2 separate regions of the Sus scrofa genome follow, and region 2 is linked to region 1. Evidence: chromatin contacts called from public Hi-C data. All regions are on one chromosome and are shown on one strand. The core of a region is the stretch at or near the end of the contact, and the rest is flanking DNA. Distances in the headings are between cores, read along the strand shown. Region 1 holds the start of CDKN1B (cyclin dependent kinase inhibitor 1B). Region 2 holds the start of ETV6 (transcription factor ETV6).

Region 1 (7,028 bases), core at 2,542-5,041:
AGCCAGTGTTCAAATTTGGATTTTTTAAATGAAGTATCGGTTCTCACTGAAAGGGACATTACATCTTTAAAGAAAACCATTCAAAAATCTTTCCCCCAAACTGCTTCTCTTCATGTGAGTCAAATATTTTTCTCCTTGCTCTAAATCCAAGCAAGCTCTTCATAACCCCCCCACCCGTGCCAATTCCTCAGCCCCACCCGCCCTCCCTTCCCCAAAGTTTATGTGCTACATAAAAGGTAAAAACTATATACACAGGTAGTACAATGAAGCAAATAAGGAAAAACCTAATTGCACAATGCTACATCCAATGCTTTTAGAGGCAGATGATTTTAAGTGTGCCTAAAATTTTAGTGTTATTGACTTGTTGCTGTTCAGTGCTTTATACGGGTTGTCCCTTTCATGGAGTCAGATATGCACTTAAAATTTTTATTTTTTATCTTCCTTGCTTCATCAAGCGGTGATGTATCTGATCAACAAGGAAACATACTCTTAATACTGCAAAAGAAATAAGAAAAAAGAATTAGGAGAAAAGCACTAGAATAATATTGCCAACATATTAACAAGAATTATTTTGTTCCTGCCTTAATTGGGAAATACCTGGGCGATGGAAAAGGAAGAATGTAGTAGAAGTTGGTGACTAGAGCCATCTCAATCCCCAGATTTTTACTTTCTCCTGCGCTGGGTACTTTTGTCTAGAGCAGTGCTTCTCAACAGTAGATAATTTTGTCCCCCAGGGGACATCTGGCAATGTTTGGAGACATTTTTGCTTGTCATACTGGGTGTGGAGGGGGTGCTACTGGCATCTACTGGGAGAGGCTAGGGATGCTCCCAAAACATTCTACAACGCACAGGACACCCTCCCACAACAAAGAATTATTCGGCTCAAAATGGCAACAGTGCAGAGGTTGAGAAACCCTGGTCTAGAGAATCGGGGTCAAAAATAGTGAGAAAGAACAGACACAGGAAAATTAAGGAACTGTTAACACTTAAGAGTAGCAAAATTTTCTAAATTTGAAAAATAACTGGAAATAGAAAAGCTCACCAAAGAAAATTCTATTCACCCCCCCCAAAAAAAAAACTAGTTTCTCAGTCGTATGAAGAGTATACACACATGAATGCTTGAGAAGAGGTCCTTACTACTATTTCCTGTATTCGCTGAACTGGCAATATTTACTAACAAATGCCTCTCTGTATGTCAGAATGCGGCCAGATCAAAATCCAGTAGGTCTGATTTGCTGTGGCTCATCTGATGAGCTAGGCCACGAGTCACCAACCAACAAGAGCCACAGGTGTTAAGGTTGACTCAGAAATTTTTTTCACTTCATATACAGCTATAACGTAGGGTTCGATAGTGCCGTGTTGTATAAGCTCTGAAAGATATCAGACGTATGTAATAAAGTCCTACCTGTGACACTGATGTAAAAACACAACAAACTTGAACCCTACCTTCATCCCTGTTCTTTATTTTAAAATTTTTATAAATGAGGATTTTGAAAGTTAATGTCAACATCTCTTAGGATCTCTTTAAATGCTAAGCTATGAGGGTGTTTGTGGAGGGGAAAAAAAAGAGGTCACGGTCATTGTCTGTAAGGAGTGTACAAACTATTAACTAATATATGTAGTTTGATCATTATGGAAACCAATCCATGTAAAGCTGGGGGGCTGAATTATGCAAATTAGTTTTTTACATTGATCAGATTTTAGTAGGTGGAAAAATGTCCACTTGCCTTGTTCGGGGTAGCCCTAACCAGTGGCAGCCCTGGTATCTACTATCCATTTCCCCTACAAATATCCAAATTATCCTGTTATAGCACGATTAGCATACACATGCTGACGTGTTCCTGGATTGCTTACTCTGGCAGAGTTACTTAACTTCTGCTTTGTAACTTCAGTGTTATCAGAAATTCCATAGGAACCTTAGCGTTTTTGAGCCTTCCATTTTGGTTTTTTTTAAATACACAGGTTCCTTCTCCATCCCCCACACTGATCAGAAAACAGGGCAAGTGACACTTTGTGAAAACGATAGATAAAAGAAAGCCACACTCCTCTCTATTCACATTTCTAACCATGTGATTAACCAGATATGAGCCATTTGTACCTAACTTTTCCCTCAAAGTTTTAACTGGATCATTTATTTGCCATTTTTTTCCATGTATGGCTCAAAATCTGTTAGAGTCAGCTTGGTCCTCTGGGAGATGAATTCTCCTGAAGTGGGATGGAGGCAGACCCCCGCTCTTGTTCAGATGGAAAAAGAACCTATTGTTCCCAACACCGTTTTGATGGGACTCTCAGGGAACTGACCTTCCTACCCACAGGGCCTTGGTTGCAAGTATTTGCCTGGGACACTTGCTCTAATCATTGGGAGCTTCAAAGGAAAATGATCTCAGGACAGAGAAACTGGGAAGAATTATAGTACCCCCACCCTGATGCCCAGTCTTTCCCATTCCTCCTTTTTTTGGACCTCATAAAATACAAACAAAACCCCACAAGCTCTAATCTGCCAGACACCACTAAGATCGGGTATCTTGGTGTTTGAAAACCCATGAGTTCCTTCAGCCCAAATCGGGTGTCACTTATTTGCTTCCAGTGATCAACCCACCGAGCAGTTTACGTTTGACGCCTTCTGAGGCCGGGCTTCTTGGGCGTCTGCTCCACTGAAGCCGAGTTCGGGGAACCGTCTGAAACATTTTCTTCTGTTCTGTTGGCTCTTTTGTTTTGAGGAGAGGAATCTAAAGGCAGGAGGGAATTTTAAAAAGAACACACACAAATAATCTTTATTAGAAAAAACAATGGCTGACACAAGTTGGCTCGATACTGAGGGGACAAAAAACCCACCACCTCCACCCACCATCCTGGATCCGTCATTCCCAGTGGCCTTTAAGGGCACAAAATGAGGTTGTTTTCACATAACAGAAAGTGTATTCTACGCCCCAAATCTCTCTCTCTCCAAAGCGAAGAGGGAGGTGGTTGATAAACATCCCAACGTTGTCACATACCTACAGCTGGCTAGCGGGGAGGAGCCGCGATGTTTTCAGTTAGAGAAATTATCAGATAGCACAGTCTCATGCTTCAGACTTAAAAGTCATAAACAGACCAGCAGCTAGCCAAATAGCATTTAAAACCTAAGATGAGGAAGGTGTGTTCCCCAAGAGCTAAGTCAGAATGCGCTGAAAAGAAAGCGGAGGTTTAAGATCCTCAAGCAGGGAAAACAGCACGGCAGACAAACAGAGAGAGGCAGACAAACAGACGTTTCATGCATTCGAAAGGGTCATTACCGTCTGTGGCAGGTCGCTTCCTTATCCCAGTGCACTGCTCCGCTAACCCCGTCTGGCTGTCCGGTGCATCAGTCTTTTGGTCTACCAAATGTGTGTCCTCTGAGTTGGCCTGAGACCCAATTAAAGGCACCGCCTGGCGGGTCCCGCTGACACCCTGGCCCTCCTGCGCCGGCACCTTGCAGGCGCCTTTGGGTGGCCGCGGGGGTCTGTAGTAGAACTCGGGCAAGCTGCCCTTTTCCACCTCCTGCCACTCGTATTTGCCCTCCAGGGGCTTGTGATTCTGAAAATCAAAATTCCACTTGCGCTGGCTGGCCTCTTCCATGTCTCTGCAGTGCTTCTCCAAGTCCCGGGTTAACTCTTCGTGATTGACCGGGCCGAAGAGGTTTCGGCAGGCCGAGGGCTTGGGGTACTCCGCCTGTCTGGCGTCCATCCGCTCCAGGCTCGGGCTCCCGTTAGACACTCTCACGTTTGACATCTTCCTCCCGGGGCTCGGCGACCGCCTCTCTCGCGCTCTCGCAAAACAAAACCGAACAAAACAAAACGCCTCGACCCAGCCCGAGCCCCTCTTATAAGCCCTGCGGCTGCCCTCCGAGCCAAGAGAAACAAACACCGACGAGTAAGCGCCCGAGCGTCAGGAGCGCGCTGGGGCTGGGGGAGGGGGCGAGGGGCAGCCCGGGCCAGGCAGCCCCGAGTCTCCGCCGATCAAGTGTACGGGCGAGCTGGAGGGCGGGGAGGGGAGGGGAGAGGAGCGCAGCGGAGAGAGGAGGGGGCAGAGCCAGTCCGAGTCCCCGCCGCTGCGAGCCCGCGGGTCCCGCCGACCGAGCGGCTCTCCAAACCTTGCCGGCGTCGGAGTCGCGGAGCGGCGAGAAAGTGGGGACAGGGGAGGGGGAGAAAAACACCCCGAAAAGACGAGCCCCCTTTTTTTAGTTGCCCAATATGGCGGTGGAAGGGAGGCTGACGAAGAAGAAGATGATTGACACCGCAAGTCTATTTAAACAGAGGAGGAGATCATTGGTCGCGGCGCCGGGAGCCGCCCAGCCGAGACTGGCGAGCTGGGCCTTAAGGTGGCCCCTGAGCCGCCGCTGCGCCTCCCCGCCTCCCGAGCGCGCCGCCGCCGAGCGCGCGGCCGGGAGCTCGACTGGTCGCGTGACTGCTGGAGGTGCCGGGCTGCCAGCAAACCTGCTCTGGCTGGCCTCGGAGAAATTAAAAATAAGACAAACTCGCCAAAAGGCCGGGGAGCCGGGGAGGGGCCTGGCCGGAGAGGTGGCGGGTTCTGGTCCCTGCGCTGCGCTCCGCTCCGGAGCCCCGACCTCCCTCTCCTCGCCGAGGGCGATCTTATTTTCCCCTCGCTCGCCGAGCGGGTAGGGGCGGGCAGCTGGGCTCGCCGCTGGGCGCTCGGCCCCCAGCTGGGCTCTCTCCCGGGGGGGCCCCCACCGCTCGCTCAGCGGGGGAGGCGGGGAGCCCCTGAGCCTGGGTGCCTTAGCTGGGGGTGAGCAGTGGTTAGCTCACCCTTAACCTAGAAGTCTGTGCTGTTCTAGGGGAGGCAGGGGGCTTAGGGGGGAAGCCCAGGAGGACGTCTTTCTATAAGTAGACTGGAATAGATGCTGCATTTGTAATGTATTCTGAACCCAAGCTCTCCCTCAATAAAAACAAGAAAAGGGCTTCGAGATCAAAAACTCTATTGGTCTCCCAAGTCCCTAATAAACTTAGTAGCTGTCTCAGATACATTTCGTTTAAAAAAGCGAGGATACACCCCTGGCCCAGGTTCTTGCTTCCCAAGCACTGTTAAGGCCACTGACTTGGTCTGCGTGTGGGAACTCGTCTCCTCTTTTATATTTTTCAGTTCTTTCCCGGCTTGTAGCAGTTTCCTCTACCTGAGTCCCGCCGCCAAATACAACAGCCCCTTCCTTCCTTCACCTTTCTCTCCCACCAGATTCACTTCTCCAGCCCACCCAGAACATTCAGATAGATACAAGTGAACGCTTTGAGAGAGCTGCAAGTCGCTGAAGGGTGAAAGTAATCGCAAAGTCCAGATTGTGAAGTGATTTATACAACCACCACAACCATGTTCTCAGATCTGATATTATTATTTGGGCGTTTCTCTGCTCCCCTTGGCAACTTGAAGTCTACCTATCCATATGATTTTGAGCAAGATGATGGGAGTTAAAACAGGATGAACAGGGCTATCATATCTGAAACAGAGCCCAAAGAGTCTTTAACTGCCTTCCCCCACTCCCATATATGATCTTGGTCTGGGTCAAAGTTATTATACACGTTACTGGAAACTAATCTTCAGTTCTAATAGTACACAACAGTTTTCTTAGGTGTCTTCAGTAGTCCACAGCCGTTTTCTTAGGAGTCTATGATACAGATGAGTTTGACTTGTAACTTGTTTTCTTAACCACATATTGTTTGTCCACTTTGTCTGCCTGCCTCACGTGTGCACTCCAGAATGTAAGAGCTGGAGGGGGTGGGGGAGAGAGCCTTCAGAACCCTGTGGCTCAATCCTTTCTTTTTACCACTGAGGAAATTGAGACTCGGGTTTCTTGTCTGGGGACACATAGCCAGTTGGTAGCAGAGCCAGGACTAGAGTAGAGGCAGCACCCTCACCCTAAAGCTGGTTCATTTTCTGTTCCTTTCCCTCCTGATGGCCTCAACTGGTTGTTTTTGTTTGTTTGTTTTCCTGGGTCTGCCTGTGCTATAGTCTACAGGCCCTCCTCTCTTACAAGTGATTCAGAATGGCTCCTTCTCATACCCTGGCTTGTCTGCAGATGTTTCCTTGATGTAGCCTCTGGTCCCTGGCCTGATACCACTATCTTTGGCCTTTGGTGTGACCTTGCACTAATTTGGCTAAAACGCAGATTCCCAAAAGGCAGGGTGAGAGCAGTGAGGGAGGTGATGCCCCAAACTTATTTCAAAGTCAAGACTTCCTACCTGACTGACAAAATATTTCACCTGAGATCATAGTAAAAGGTCAGGTCTTCTTTATTTTTCTACATTTAATGCCCCACTTAATTTGCTGAACTGGAGGAGGGGTAAGAGGGACATGAAATTTAGGGTACGTCTCAATACCCTAATTTATTCCCTATTCCTGAAATGAGATCACTGTTGTGAAAATGTTTACATAATTGCTAGACTTCACTGGAATTCGCTATTATATATAAGCATAAACTCAGATACATAATTACACGAAGGACCACATAGATGAAAGTGGAGATATTCTAGTGTATTACACCTTGGCACTGATGTTTGATTTTACTCGTGGAATTAATATCTTAGGTAAAAGCAAAAATTTAATACTTCTATCCCTTACACACCCTGAACGTTTCTTCAACTAATATGTGGGCCCACCATTTTGTCGCTTTGTTAATCTTGAAAAGTAAAGGAGTCACAGTCACGCCACCTTAAGACATCTGGCCGCCAGCAGAAAGGCTGTGCTTACACCGACCTTGCTCAGATCTAAAGTGTTTTGTTTACAGTCAAGGCACCGGAGATCTGTACAGCTAATAACGAGAAGGGAGGCGTCAGCGGTAGTAGCGACGAAGCGTGAAAAAATACTATGGAGTCCCGGCGGGAAGGGGGAACTGGGAGCTCGCAGCGCCATCCGCCTGCGGAAAGTAGGCGGCGGCTTTAAAAGTGAGCCGGGAGAAGAATTTCCAATAAACAGCGTAAAGGCGGAGCCTGGGTAAAAGAAAGTTCCACTCGCGGCTCTAAAATGGACTCTGCTACCCAGCGACCCGCAATCTAGTCCCG
Region 2 (7,028 bases), core at 1,499-3,998, 1.0 Mb after region 1:
CTGCTACCCCAAGAAATCTCCTTCCATGTCACACTTCTTCAGGATGTCAGACCTATCCGCTCATCCTTGAAAGCTCCTGACATTCATTCCCTGCTCCACAGGAAAGTTTCTTGTTTACTGGACTCAAGAAGCAATTCCAGTACTTGCTTGTGGGCCCCCAGCAAACATCTTTTATTACGCAGTCACTGTACCACATCCAAGGACGAAGAGAGACACTGCACACACCACCAGAACATTTTCAGACCAGCTAAAATAATCCCAGTCCTTGATCTCCAGCACTTCTTATTGGAACACTGCAAACTAAACAAACTCCGCGGAGAAATGCACTTCCCATATGTGCATTTAAACCTCAACACAGTCTAAGCAAACAGTCACGTGCTGGTTCCGTAAAGAACAATCCCAAATAAAAGCAATACTTCCATTACTGGTAAAGAACATTAAGTCTATTCTAATTGCAGAGAAATACACAGTCAAGGAAAGAGGCTCCTGAAAAGAAGTGAGAGGGTAAATAAGGGGAAAAAAAAGATATGCCAACTATGGCGGCAATGCTTATATCACATTTAAAAGAGTGCGCCATTTGGGACTGGTTCCATCCACGTGTGCAAGGGAAGGGCTGCTGGAATCTTCTTCCACGGCGGGGTGCCTGCAGCACCCACACATAAGCCCCTCAGAAAGGCAGGCACACGCAATTGCTTTAGAAGAGGTATCAAGAAAAGTCACAGGCTTGCTTTTTGTTGTTTTTCACCCTAAAATTACTGTCCTATAGCTGGTCCAGTTCTCTGGAGCTCAAGTTTACTGCCATCGAACCATATAAAATTTACTGATTTAATACCCCATCACTTAGTTACCACTGCTTGGGTTATGACTTATCAGATAAACTAGCTTGGCTGTATGGTAGGACTTTCTTGAACTTTCCCAGACTCCTAGAATAGAGTTTACACAGCAAAAGAAATTGAAGTATCAACCTACTTAAGTTTTTTACCCCAACACCCCCTCTACCACAGACTTAACTGCTGCCTCCCCCCAGATAGGTACAAACACAGAAACCCGAAAGTTCCCCTGGGTGTTTTTTGCCAGGTAAAAACAATTAAACCCAACCCACCTTTTCAAGTTCACATTAACCCTACTTCAAACCCATGAGAATCCTCCCTGATTAAAAAAAACCCACTAAAACCTGAGTATAATTGTGAAAGCCTAATAAGCAAATATGATAAAATACTGTGTTCCCGCTAAACAGATTCTGCAGAAAAGCAATGTTAAAACAGTACAGGTTTCTCGAATTCCCCACCAATGAAGAAAACCAGTTATTTGTTCCTTGTTGCTGCAGGGTCCACTCAATAAATGCATCTTAAATGGGCCAAGCCATAAACAAACAAACTTCAGCAGCTTCAGCCTCTCACAGAAGCAGCAAGGCTTTTCCATCTGGGTACATGGGACAGTGAAATGAAAGTGTACAACAAAAGCAGCAATGGCAAAAATAACTGGGGGAGATGGATAAATCATTCTGCCTCCTCACGGTGGCAAACTTTACGGCAACTTTTTAGAAGCAACAAACCGCAGCACCACTAGCCTTTACAGACACACACATACACATATATAAATGCACAAATACAACCACTTGGAAGCTAAGTACTGTGTTTGCAAACATCCTCCACCCTCCTGCACTTACAATACTGCAAACCATGGCCAGAAAGCCGGGAGATTTCTACGCTTAGATATCCTCTCTGCACTGTCAAACCGGGAAGGTCATTTTTCCTGGTCACTTAAATAATTCTCTCTCCCTGCATCGCAGGAGTTTTTTACTTTGGGATTGCTCAACTTTCAGATGCATCCGAGTAAAACAACCATTCAGCAACTTTATTCACCTTGGTTTAAAAAAAGAAACAAACAAACAAACAAAAAGAAAGAAATTCATTGTGCAATGCCCAGGAAAAGCTGACACCACGACTGTCTCTTCCACAAGCGCTTGCAATTACAATCGGGGTTGGGGGTGGGGGGAGGAATCTGTCTGATCAGACTCCGGGAGCCTTTCTTTCTTTCTTTCTTTCTTTTTTTTTTTTTTAAAGAAATGATTCCAACCCCAATGGGGCTGGAGAACTTTTTTTTCTAAGGAGACCACCCCTCGGGAACAAAAGTTACATTTTGGTCACATGTTGGGAGTAGGAGCAGGGAGCAGGTTTTTTAAAAAGAGCACTAATTACGGGGCTGTTTTACGGTCCTAGACACCACTCGGGATCCTCCTGACCGATGGTGACGGGCATTTCACCGTCAAAAAGAAAGGGGGTGGGGTGGGGGCGCAGGAGCCGGCAGGGGGCTCGGCGGGAGGGGGGAGTAGCAAGGTTACGCTAAAGGGTACGGCAGCCGCCGCGAGCTGCATCTCCTTCCCCGGCGCCCCAAATAATTTCCTGCGAACAGAGCGACTGCAGCAGCCCCCTCGGAACTGGAGAGCCCAGCAGGACTGGCCGGGCCAGTGCAGCTCAAGGTTTTCCACCCCGGAGAGGGAGGGGGAGAAGATCTTTACCTTAATGCTACACTGAGCAGGAGTCTCAGACATGTCTCACAGCGAGAGAGATCAGGAAGTTCTCAGTTTTTTTCCACTTTCCTTTCCTCTCCCCAACCCAGAAACGCTCCACGGCCAGCCGGACGCGGTCATTTAAGAAGTTTCTTGCAGCATCTCTCCCGGCGGCCGCCCCGGGGGGCCGCGAGCGCGCGGGGCGGGGCGGGGCGCCGGCGGAGTCGCCGCGCGGGGCGGCGGGGGCGTGGGAGCCGGGCGGCGCGGCGGCGGGGTCTGCAGGTCGCGGCGCGGCACGGCGACCCGGGGCGCAGCCCGGCCGGCCTCCCGCTCTCTCCTCCCACCCGGGCCGGCGCCCCCGCCCCCCGCCCTCCCGCCGCTCTCCCTCGCTAGTTCTCTCGAATGTTTTCCTTCCTGGAAGAGAGAAACTGAAAGGCAGAACTGAGAAAGCTCTTTGCTCATTGATCTTGAGAGTTTCAGTGCAGAAACTGACGTGAATTCCCAGCACTGAGCTCTGCCTCTTAAAGGAGCCACCAGGAAATAAAAGCTCGGGTTACAGGCCGGCATCGGGGAAATAAAAGCCGCGCTGGGGGAGGGGCGGCGGCAGCGGCGGGGGCGCGGGCGGAGGATCCCGGGGGAGCGGGGCCGCGTGAGGCCGCGGTGGCTAACGAGGCGGGCGGCGCAGCCCCCTCCGGCCAGCGCTGGGCTTCCCAGGCTGGGCCGGGCCGCGCCAGGCTCGTGGAAGACACGCCAAGAAAGGTTCCATCGGGGCCCCAGAAACCTCAAAACAGGTTTTATTAAGCGCCCCCCCTCCCCGAGCTCCGTCTCTCGGATACTTTGGAAGGCACAAGGGTTTTTTTGTATTTTTTCCCCGCCGAGCGGAGACGCAATGAAAATAATTATATAGGAAAGGGCATTCCGGTAAGGACGCGGAATCCGAAGGAGGAAATAAAACAATAGCCTTTGTTCTGCTTCTCGACCGCGGCCTCTTTAAGAGAATCCACCAGGAAATGGGAGATCGGGTTACAGCCCGCACCGGGGAAAAGGGGCTAGCGAGCGAGCGCCGGAGCGCGACGCTGGAGACAAAGCCGGGAGGCCGCCCGCAGACGCCGAGCCCCGTGGGCCGGGGAATCCCCGCGAAGGTGGGCGCCCCGAAAAGGGGAGGCGCGCTTGCCGGGGATGCGGCCGCCGCGGGCGCTGCCCCAGCCCCGCATGCGTTGTGGAGAAGGGAAGGCTGCCGGGCAGTTATCAAAGGCAGTTGAGTTCCTTTTCCTGACACCCCCCCCCCCTTCCTCCGGGTTTCGAAATCCGCTGTCCTTTTAAAGAAATAGCGGCCGCTACCAACCGAAATAGGTGACTCGACTACTGAGTTGACAGGACGCGTGCCTGGAGATAATACTCCTCCCCGGGACCACAGCTCTGAAACCGTCATTGGCGGATAGGATGCCCCCGGGATCCTGCCGGGGGAGGAATATTTGGTGGAAAAAAAAGAAACAACAAAAACACTTAGAGGAGGTTTCGAGCCAGTCGGGCTGAGGGTTCTAGCCTTGAGTGCACGTACTCTGATCACTCTACTGTTTCTATTGTTATTTATAGTCTCTGAAAATGTTTGCAAGCGTCCACTGCAGAAAGTTGAGAGCATTATGCCTAAATTCTAAACCCTTATCATACGTATAGGTTTGATGTATGGATGTGTATTAAATTACAGATAGGTAAGTACATCTGTATAAATATAATGCGTGTTATGTAGTATATACAGGTATACCAGGACAGATTTCCCAAGCTGCCCTATCCTACGGACCTTTCCTACCAACTTCCCTTCCTCTCTCCACATAATAAATTGTGTTCAGAATTTTTCACACGCTCATTCGAAGAACACTTTAAACCAGAATTTACTAAAGGGTTGGAATAGAAGAGTCCAGTAGCTGGGAAGTTTGGCATAATGGGATTCGTGAGTTTCCAAGGACCTGGGCAGTCCTTGCCACGTCGTAGTCCTATTCTTTCCCAGAAAGCTCGTGTCCAAACCAACACTCAGCCTTGGACCACCTGCTGTCCCCCAGCCCAACCCCCACACACATTTATCTGCCTTTGGTCCTTACACTGCTGTTGGAAGCATTGGTTCTGATGTCCCATTGCTAGGTTAAGCCCTTATAAATCTCCGTATCCCTTATCAATATGATCTCTGGCAACGTGCTCTCTCAGCTTCGGTAAAATGGGGGTGGGGGAAAGTACCTTTCTCATGAGATTCTCCTGAGTATTGAAAATGTGCCAATATATTCAAAGTGCTTAATTATCAGAGTGCTTGCTACATATACTACCTTTTCAATTAAAGTTAGCTACGATTATTTAACCTCAGGACGGAATTAACTCTCAACTTCCCTTCTATCTCATTTTTACTTTCTCCAAGTAACCCTCAAAAGTGGTTTAAATGAGAGTGTATGTGGTTCTAAAACAAAACACACGGTAGCAGCTGTGGCAAAAGTTGCATTTAGCCAGCGGTGGATAGTAAATATTTTAGGCTTTGTGCGCTACGACAAAACTGAGCACAGTATGTAGATACTGACATAACTGGAGAGAAAACAAATATTCACAATTTTTTTTAATAAAATGTAAGGTGTAACAATAACAGTTGTAATGCCAGACTAACAATGAGAGGAATGGAACTCTTACAGAAGGATATCATTTCACTTACTTAAACCCCAGGTTAAAGTACACGGTTTCTATCATCAAAATTGATTGTAAATGGTTATTTGTTACTGCTGATCTGTCACGAGATTTTACATGGTTCATTGGGAAATATCTTTTCAAACAGATAGGATGCTGCCAAATATATCAATTCATGAGCATATGGTTTTACTTGAGCACATTTATCACTTATAAGGCATTTATACAATTATATTAGAATTCTATAAATTCTCTTGATATTTCCCCTTTAGCTTGCCATTATATTGCACTTTAAACACTTCCAAGTGGAAGTTAGGTGGAAGTGCCTCAGTGGCACAGTGAAGTGTATTTTAAACATGAAATGGATTCACTTGCATCAAAATCCAAAAACCAGTGTTGGAACTGTATTTGGAGTTCAGAAAAATATAACTGCTGTGAATTTGTGTTAGAATGGAAACCCAGCTTCTTCTTGTCACTTTTGACAGCATGGGAAGTGTATAAAGCAGCTTGATATTATTCATGATCCAGTGTTAATTATGTCAAAATGATTTAACTGCAGTATAAGCTTCACATATAGCTATATATTTTACCTTATTGTTGTATGCTGAATTCATAAAAAATAATAAATCTGAAGCAAAACTAATTTTGAAAACCACTCAGTAATAGTGGTTGAAGGAAGTTATTTTCATTCATTCATGCCTATTTATCTATTGTTTCTCCATTCCTTGTTTCCTGACTTCTTTGCAGTAATATCATTTTGTTTTGTTTTGTTTTTATTTCCATTTCAATTCCTAGGTGCTCTTTCTAGTATTTCTTCTTATGTTAAATGTAGTGGTTGCTCTAGAAATGACAATTTGCATCTTTCATTATCACAGTCTATCTGCAAATAATATTATTCTATCTTATAAATAGACAAGAAACTTAAAACAGCATAACTTCATTTATCTCTCTCCCATCCTTTGTAATATTGTCCTATATTTTATTACTACATATGTTATAAAACCCCTATACATTATAAAGGGGGTTGATATTTTAAAAATTGTAAAAATATGTGTATAATGAAGGCACAGAAACATAGGTCTCTTTTTAATCTGCCCCACTATTTATCCTTTCTGGTACATTTTATTCCTTCTTGCAGATCTAGTATCATTTCCTCTTTGGCCTCAAGAACTTCTTTGGCATTTGTTGGAGATAAACTCTCTCAACTTTGTGTCAGAATGTCTTTATTTCACATCCATTTTTGAAGGATAATTTTCACTGTATATAGAATTTTAGGTTGACAGATTTTTTTTTTTCTTTTGGCGTTCTCAACATGTCCTTCCATCTCTGTCTCCATTACTTTCGATTAAAAGTCATTTGTAGTTCATATGTTAGCTCCCTGTGTGTAATGTCTCCCCCACCCCCCGCCCCCTGCCCTGGCTACCTTTAAGATCGGCTCTCTGAATTTATTTTTCAAAATTTTGACTAGGGAGTTCCCTTGTGGTGCAGTGGGTTAAAGATGCAATGCTGTCACTGCAGTGGCTTGGGATCACTGCTATGTCACAGTCAATCACTGGCCCAGGATCTTCCATATTCTATGGGCATGGCAAAAAAGAATTTTTGTGTGTGTGACTAGGATGTGGTTTTGGTTGGTTAGTTTCTTTGTATTTATGCAAAAAAATTATTTTTTTGTATTTATCTTTGATGTTGACTATATAGTTCCTGGACCTAGAAGTTGGTATCTTTCATTATTTTGGGAAAATTCTCATCTATTTTATCTTTGAATATTATTGCTGCCCATTCTCTCTCTCTTTTTTTTAACTCCAAAGATACAAGTGTTAGACGACATGGCATTGTTCCATAGATCCCAAAT

What was found. A called contact is a pair of places that touch in the nucleus more often than the background predicts.
Region 2: a contact with region 1 is called in a Hi-C map of skeletal muscle, with 8 times the contacts expected there. The contact joins the promoter of ETV6 here to the promoter of CDKN1B in region 1. A contact is called at or near these places in 1 of 5 promoter capture datasets (liver), 3 of 47 Hi-C or Micro-C datasets (heart right ventricle, liver and skeletal muscle) and 1 of 2 datasets of contacts at active chromatin or transcription factors (alveolar macrophages).

What each region holds. Positions count from the first base shown.
Region 1 is chr5:59,732,040-59,739,067 of Sscrofa11.1, forward strand. It overlaps CDKN1B (cyclin dependent kinase inhibitor 1B), which reads right to left and starts at 3,792. Exons shown (of 3, transcript NM_214316.1): 1 at 3,276-3,792; 2 at 2,600-2,729; 3 at 1-495. The coding sequence starts at 3,750. The coding sequence ends at 2,608.
Region 2 is chr5:60,774,044-60,781,071 of Sscrofa11.1, forward strand. ETV6 (transcription factor ETV6) reads right to left here and starts at 2,749. Exons shown (of 8, transcript XM_005652587.3): 1 at 2,522-2,749. The coding sequence starts at 2,554.